Regions from separate parts of the Mus musculus genome. Here region 1 is linked to region 2. The links are chromatin contacts, called in public promoter capture Hi-C maps. All regions are on one chromosome and are shown on one strand. Each heading gives the region's core, a stretch centred on a gene start, on an enhancer-like site or on the middle of the called end of the contact. The rest is flanking DNA. Distances are from core to core; before and after follow the strand shown. Region 1 holds the start of Gabarap (gamma-aminobutyric acid receptor associated protein). Region 2 has its middle 14 kb from the start of Gm40039.

Region 1 (3,652 bases), core at 529-3,028, 720 kb before region 2:
GAAGCTCTCTGAGTCTGAGGTCAGCCTGGTCTGTGTGTCAAGTTTAGGGCAGTGGTGGCGCACACCTTTTGTTAAGCCCAGCCCTAGGGAGGCAGAAACAAGTGGGTCTCTGGGAGTTTAGAGGCCAACCTGGTCTACAGAGGGGATTCCAGGACAGCCAGGATTATACAGAGAAGCCCTGTCTCCTAAAGAAAACGAACAGAAAGTAACAACAACAACCACCACTCCTCAAACGCAATCTATTCTTTGACATCTGGGACTCTTGGAGAGACTCACTTAGGTAGTAAGTCCCAGTCAGAACAACTCCACCAGTTCATACTCCTCCCTATTCTCAGCGCTAGTAAGATCCCACGGCAGGGCTGTACTGACATTTTAAAGTTAGCCAGCAGCGACCGCTGGCCTTTACTTTCCTCTCCAAACACTACCGTTCCTTCCAAGGTACTGTACCTGGTACAGCTGACCCATCGTGGCACTGGTGGGTGGAATGACATTGTTGACAAAGAAAAACAAGGCATCTTCAGCACGGAGATGAATTCGCTTCCGGATCAAGAAGTAGAATTGACCAACTGCCAAAAACAGGAGATGCAAGCAAGTCACAGAGGTCGTAGGCGCCTCCAGAGAACAGCTGCCAGGTGAAGCCTCCTCCCACAGAGTTGGCAGGCCCACCCACAGAAAGAAACGTGCACCACAGGTCAAGCCCTCACCTGTAAGATCAGAAGGCACCAGGTATTTCTTTTTGTCCAGGTCTCCTATCCGAGCTTTGGGGGCTTTTTCCACTATCACCTGATAAAAGGTAAGAATGAGAAAAATGAATATATATATATATATATATACATACATACACATATATATGCTGCTATATCGATGAAGAACTCAACATACAATATTCCCTTTTACTGAAACCTACTGGAATCTCATTTCTCTAGTTATCCTTATATACGTGGTGCACACAGCATTAGGTCCAAAGCTCCTGGCCTCACTCTTACCTAAATATTGAGAACTGATCCTAGAACGGCGCATCACAATAACTATTTTCACCAGAGAATACAGGATGACTTGTTTGGGTCAAAAATCTACATTAAATCTAGCTAGTTGGGAGGATGGCCATGGAAACTCTGGGTTGTCAAGCTCACTAAGGCCTCTATTCTGAGAAATACCCTGATCTCTCTCTCCCGTCCACATCTTAGTCCCCAGCTCTACTTCAGGTGAGAGACCTCTGGTACCAGAGACAACAGAGTTCTAACCCCACGACAGACAGAGCCTGACTTCAGCTTTCCCAGACTCAAGCATAGCCTGTGGCGACAGCGTCAGCGACGCTAGCCTGGGCCCTGGCTACTGTCCTTACCGGGACCCGGTCTGGGTATTTCTTTCGGATTTTCTCGCCCTCAGAGCGGCGCTTCTCGAACGGATGCTCCTCTTTGTACACGAACTTCATTCTCCCGAGAACCGGGCTGGACCGAGCTGGGCTGAGGGAACCCAGGGGGGGGGCCGGGACAGGGGGCGGCGGCGGAGGCGGCTTCGACGAACAGACTTGGCGGAGCGATCCACGAATTTGCGCCACTTCCCTATTCATCAACCCCGCCCCCGACCATCGGACCGGCCCCGCCTGCTAACATACGCCACTAGCTCAGCTTGCTAGCGCAACCCGTAGCCTGGTCCTCTTACGCCTTCAGCGTAACTGCTTTGGAATCAACTTGTGGGTTACACATATGACATCGCAGATAAGGTTGCTGTTGTTTCGAGTGAACTGAAAAACCCTTTCCCACAGTACAAAGTTGAGGACGAAACTGGTACCCAGTGGCAGTCATGAGATTTAGTTCTGCAGTTCTCGGAAATTACGTTGGGGAAAGGCAGACAATTACAAGTCTAGGATTTCATGAGACGTGTTTCTACGCTGAAGGTGGCCGTTGACACCAAAACAAAGTAGTACCCAAGCTGTGGATATGGACACCATAAGACAGAAAGGAAAGAGGTTTGCAGACACCCAGGGAATGCTCAAGGCTCAGGCTTATGTGAACCAAGAGAAACTGCAAAAGCCCCAAAGATAAGGACTACACCAGAGCGGAGGAACACATTTCTGAGTGTAGATAAAATCATGTGACCTCAGAAAAGGGCGGAGAATCACGTGGCGGGTGGCGAAAAGTAGTCCCGGCTCTGGAGAGGAGGTGCCAGGAAAGAGGGTTCCGCCCCAGGTTACTGCTGGAGTGCCAACACCTCGTAGGCAGCGCCCTCTTAGCCTGTCCACGTCAACTTCCCAGACAAGCCCAGCCTTTCTCCAGCTGTATGCCCTTCCAGGGTTCTAGAGTTTTCCCTCTTTAGCCTTCTATATCCTACTTTAAAGTTGTTGGTCCACTGTCCATCAGGGACTCCATCCAGTCAGTGGGGCCTTTCCTGCCGAACACTGAACATAAACTACTTTATCCCTGTGCTAAATCCCACTTCCCCCCAACTCCAAACAGCATCTTCTCCCTCTGCTTCAAGGACAGAGCAGATGTCAACAAAGTTCCCTCCATTTCCAAAAACATCAGAGAAGGGTCTAGGGCAGCTTTGGTTTCAAAGTTATAATGCATGGTTTAAAAGAGGAAAGAAGAAAGGAGCCGATTACAGGTATGGGGGATTGGGGAAAGAAAAAAAATGAGGAAAAGTAAGGGGGGGACAAGTCTGAGGAGGATCCAGTGGCCCGAAACCCCAGTCCCCACCCACAGCCCAGCCCTTGGAGCAGGAGTGAAGAATTAGATCAGTTTTGTATAAGAGTTTTTAAAAAAATCAAATCACAACAAAGTTGAATTGGCTTCTTTTGAGCCTCTGGGATATGTCTGTCACTCTGGCCAGTCCTGCCTCTTCACCAGACTGTTTCGGCTCCTCTAGGCCTTCGCCTGTCCCAGTCTGGCATTTCCACGGAGTGTGAACCCAGAGTGAGGCTGCTTCACGGTCTGGCCCATGTGTCCATCCAGACTCCATAAGTGGAGTGTAGGGCTCCCAGGGCAGAGGGGTGGGAGGGGCAGACTCTGCCCAGGCAGTCCTCACATTGGACAGGGCAACAGACGGTGTCCCAAGAACTCTCCCTCCCTTTCCCCTCCACCCCAACTCAGGTGGAGGGGGAGCAGCTGTCACCAGAGCCTATGTTGGTGAAGGTTTCGGCTCAGCACCGATCGGACATCAGCAGTGAACCTGAAATGACAGTAACTGGTGTTGGTGAAATACCTTATAGTTGACACCCTCACAACACTAGCACAACGGAGTCTCACTGGACAGAACAGAACTTGATACCACTTTCACACAGTGACAGAGGTTGAATCTGATAGAAGCCAAAAGGCCACAAACAATGACAACTGGAGTAAGAAGACCTGGCCCAAACACTTAGACTCTGAATGACTTTTTTTCAGTTCTTAACCCGCTCCCCACCCCACCCCCGCCCTCTTTTTCTTGGCAACCCAAGCATTGCCAGTTTTGATAGTGTACTCCTGTAATCACAGCACTTGAGAGGTAAAAGCAAGTTCCAAGCCAGCATGGACTATATAAAAGAATGTGTTTAAAAAAAAAAAAAGAGCTACCGCCTACAGGCCACACACTTCCCTTACCTGAGGGCATCCAGCATTGGGAGAAGGTTGAGAAGGGCTGTGTCACTGGGGTCACTGAACCAGGATTTGAT
Region 2 (4,077 bases), core at 1,291-3,790:
TTCTTTCTTTCTTTCTTTCTTTCTTTCTTTCTTTCTTTCTTTCTTTCTTCCTTCCTTCCTTCCTTCCTTCCTTCCTTCCTTCCTTCCTTTCTTTCTTTCTTTCTCTCTCTCTCTCTCTCTCTCTCTCTCTCTCTCTCTCTCCCCCCTCCCTCCCTTCCTTCCTTTCTTTCTTTCATTTTTTTTCTTTCTTTTTTTACTTTTTTCTTTTTTTCCTGGAGACAGGGTTTCTCTGTATAGCCCTGGCTGTCCTGGAACTCACTCTGGACCAGGCTGGCCTCGAATTTAGAAATCCTCCTGCCTCTGCCTCCTGAGTGCTGGGATTGAAGGCATGCGCCACCACTGCCTGGCTAAAGGTGCCTTTCTTAAAAGCTTGCTTTGTTCCCCATCTCTGCAGAGATCTTCCTCTTGTGGGATTCTGACCGAAGAGATGGACACCAAGGCTCCTTTAGGAATACAACTTAAATGGGCGTGAGAGGCATGAACTATTGCTCAAGAAAAAAAAAAAGGCATTGTGGCAGATGCTTTTAATCCCAGCATTCAGAGGGAGGCAGGGGCAGGTGCATCTCTGAGTTCAAGGCCAACCTGGTCTACAGAGCAAGTACCAGGATAAACATTGAAGGGTACACAGAGAAACCTGCCCTGAAAATAATAAATAAATAAATAAACAAATAAATAAATAAATAAATTAAAACCCCTCAAGTATGATGGAGCAGAGGTTTTAAAATGATTTTTGTTTGTCTTCTGTGTAGGACAACTTATACTTTTATTGGTCCTTTTAAAATCATAAGATGGGATTCTAAAGAGGGACAGGGTAGAGATGAAGGGAGGAGGGAGAGAGCCACTTGGCAGGTGCTGTGAGGTCTCATGGAAACATTTTGGCAGAGGCTGACCACACGGTGGCCTCCCCACCTTTCCTTCAAGGTCTCTTGGGGGAGAGTTACTGAGGAGTGGATTTCAGGAGCAATGCGGTCAAGTTTCTGTCTATTCAAGGACGGTGCTCAGTCCCGTGGCTGCTTCTGTTTTCCGTTTCCTTGGCTCTCCTAAGAGCCAAGAAGCCTAGGTCCCTAGCACACTTTCAGTCCCCCCACCTGTTCATTCCTACCTACAATTGTTACCTTCACGCTGCTATAAACAAAATACTCAAGGGAAATCATCGAAAGGGGAAAATGGCATTATTTGGACTTGTGGTTTCAGAACGTCTGGGCATTGTGATGGGGCAGGATCAGAGGTGGGGGGCAGCTCCCTCAGGTGTCCAGGAGCTTCTCTGACTCCACACCTGTAAACAGAGAACACAAGCCAGAACAGGAGAGAGGATACAGCCGCGGCTAGTGAGTCTTCAGCAGCCAGGAGCCACCTCCTAAAATCTCCACAGCTTTCCAAATTCCACTACAGGCTGGATCCCAGCACCCTAAACATAGACCTGTGGGGGCCCATAACAGTCACCAGATTCTGTCAGATGTTTCTTTAGAGGCCTCTTTGGGTTGCTGGGCTGCCTGGGCCTTCTGACCTAGCTCTCTTATTCTGCACAATAGAACTTTCTAAACCCATAGTTGTGCAAACCTGTAGATTTGTGTCCTTACTCACTTTCACAGTCTTCTCCCACTGCATCAAGTTCCAGGCACCTGAGCATATCCTTGCTAGAACCCTGAATTCCTCCTCCCATAGGGCTCTCAGAGCCAGCGATGACCCTGGGGACCGCCATGTCCTCTGGGATTCCAGACCGTTGGAGGTGATGCTGTAGGGTTACCTAGACCTTTGGGACTCTGTTGCAAGCTGGACTGCAGCACCCCTGTGGGGTCTGCCTCAGAGTCCCAGCTGTTCCTGGGCTGGGATCTTTTTCCATCTTGAACTTCCCCTTAACCATCTGAAAACCTATCTGGCATTTCTGACTCTGTCCCTGACCTTGAGTGTTGACTGGAAGTGTACTCAGCCCATGGCACAGTCTCCTCTCTTCATCAGCTCTTGTCTTCTGTCTGGGGACTGAAGAGTCATATTGTCACATCTTATTGGCCAGACTATTCCCCACAGGACCTAGATTTTAGAAGCTTAAAAGCTGTTGAACCATCTCACTCGGTTCTTTTCTGGGCAGGCAGATCTGTCCCCTTCTCCCCGGAGAGAAGTGTGACTCATGCCTGCAAGCCCAGCCCTTGGGAAGTGAAGGCAGGAGGATCAGAAGTCCAAGGTCACCCTCAGCTACAGAGTGACTTGGAGGCAGCCTGGGTTACATGAGATGCTGTCTTTTAAAAAAATTAAACAACCCCCAAACCAGCATAAGTGAAGTGAGATCTAATAGGAAACTGGCGGCGGGGTGGTGGGGTGGGGGGAGGATGTAGGTTGATAATATTTCAGAATATTGTCTATATGAACAAAAGGCCACTACGAATTACCACATACTGCCATGGGATTATTCTGAGCTGAAGATATTTGAGAAACAGCCCTCACAGAGAGGCTCAGTCCACCCCAGCTGCTCTGTCTAACAGCAGGAACTTCTGGCTATTTAAACAACCACAAACCCCTCTTCACGGCTGCACATCCACGCCAGGAGCGGGTGAACTACCAGCAACCCCCTCCAAACCACTGAGCTCTTCGTAAACCAACCCACCACAAACGTATATCCTGTCTGTTCTCCACAAGAGTCTAACCATTATCAACAAAGAAATTTATTTATTTTTCTTCCTCTAGATACCACCTGTTAAAGTAGGTTTATAAAGATTTGTTTGCATTTAATGTAACCTGCGCTTTTCCTGAATGTATCTATGTGCACACCAATGCAGCACCCAAGGAGGTCATAAGAGGGTGACAGATCCCCTGGAACTGGAGTTACAGAAGTTGTGAGCTGCCTTGTGGGTGCTGGGAACCAAACCCAGGTCCTCTGCTTCAGCAGCCACGGCTCGGACTCACTGAGCCTTTCCTCTGTCCCTTTAAGTCAGGTCTCGGAGGCCCCACCAGCACTGAGTGAGCTGAGCCACTTTCCGAGTGAAATCCCGCATATGTAAGTCAACATCTTGGTCTTTTCTCTCCATAATCTGTCCTTTGTCAGCTTCGTTCACAGGCTCTCCGAAAATCATGCAAGATTTTGAAGAAAATCATTTCCTTGAAGACCTTTTTCGAGTCTTTTTTTTTGGTTTTTTGGTTTCTCTGTCCTATAACTCACTCTGTGTACCAGGTTGGCCTCGAACTCAGAAATCCACCTGCCTCTGCCTCCCAAGTGATCGGATTAAAGGCATGCGCCACCACTGCCGGGTTAGTTTGAGTCTTCTTGATGTTTAAGGATCCCGTTCCATTGTCGAGATTCTAATTCTAACCCACAGAGGTCAGGCAATTTCTATTAACCTCCTCATTCATAAGTTTGTTGGCCTGAGCCCAAGAAAGAAGCATCGTCATCATAAAGAAGCCCAGGGTTTCAGAGACTAGCACTAGCTCTCGCTTCTAACGCCTGGGAAGGACAGGAGTGCAAAACCTTTGCGTGAATGCTTTGTGTTTTGGGGGCCAACAACACAACAGTATTCCTTCCGTCTCCTTTTCCATTTTTATTCTTCTTAGTTAGTCTCATACATTTTTAATTTTCTACACAATCAGACTGACACATGTGCATATGGTTGTAACTTAGACCTTAATTTACCCTGTATATTAAATATTGTTTTAGAGGTACTGGGCTCAGTACACGTGCCAGGCAAGTGTACTACCACCGGCTTATATCCTTAGCCTACATCCTAGGCTTGCAATAGATAGGAGATGTATTGCATGAGTTTATCACGTGATCAGCTGATGTTGGGTTTGTGCGGTAAGATTTTCTTTTAGTATTTTACAAGAATGCTTTATTGCCATATTAACCATCTCTGGACAGAATTATTTTGGCTAGGATTATTTCTTCAATATGATTTCCTGGAGGTAGAATTACCCAATGAAAGGATATACACGGTTAACATTTAATTTTTTTGTTTTTTTGTTTGTTTGTTTGTTTTTGAGACAGGGTTTCTCTGTATAGCCCTGGCTGTCCTGGAACTCACTTTGTAGACCAGGTTGGCCTCGAACTCAGAAATCCGCCTGCCTCTGCCTCCCGAGTGCTGGGATTAA

What was found. Promoter capture Hi-C pulls out the DNA fragments that hold promoters and counts their contacts.
Region 1: a contact with region 2 is called in a promoter capture Hi-C map of pre-B cells, with 2.8 times the contacts expected there. The contact joins the promoter of Gabarap here to the enhancer-like site in region 2. A contact is called at or near these places in 3 of 39 promoter capture datasets (the C10 cell line, liver and pre-B cells), 2 of 115 datasets of contacts at active chromatin or transcription factors (embryonic forebrain and stem cell-derived neural progenitor cells) and 2 of 9 other capture datasets (adipose tissue and liver).

The regions. Positions count from the first base shown.
Region 1 is chr11:69,989,496-69,993,147 of GRCm38.p6, reverse strand. It overlaps Gabarap (gamma-aminobutyric acid receptor associated protein), which reads right to left and starts at 1,778. Exons shown (of 4, transcript NM_019749.4): 1 at 1,346-1,778; 2 at 705-783; 3 at 448-566. The coding sequence starts at 1,435. Ctdnep1 (CTD nuclear envelope phosphatase 1) reads right to left here. Exons shown (of 8, transcript NM_026017.2): 7 at 3,582-3,652; 8 at 2,547-3,171. The coding sequence ends at 3,111.
Region 2 is chr11:69,274,299-69,278,375 of GRCm38.p6, reverse strand. No RefSeq gene overlaps it. Among named protein-coding and RNA genes, the nearest start is that of Gm40039, 14 kb to the right of the region's middle. Within about 2 kb of position 2,540, at least 41 of the 459 cell types and tissues checked have an H3K27ac peak or open chromatin away from gene starts, as enhancers often do. A contact at or near this core is called in pre-B cells, where this site is marked.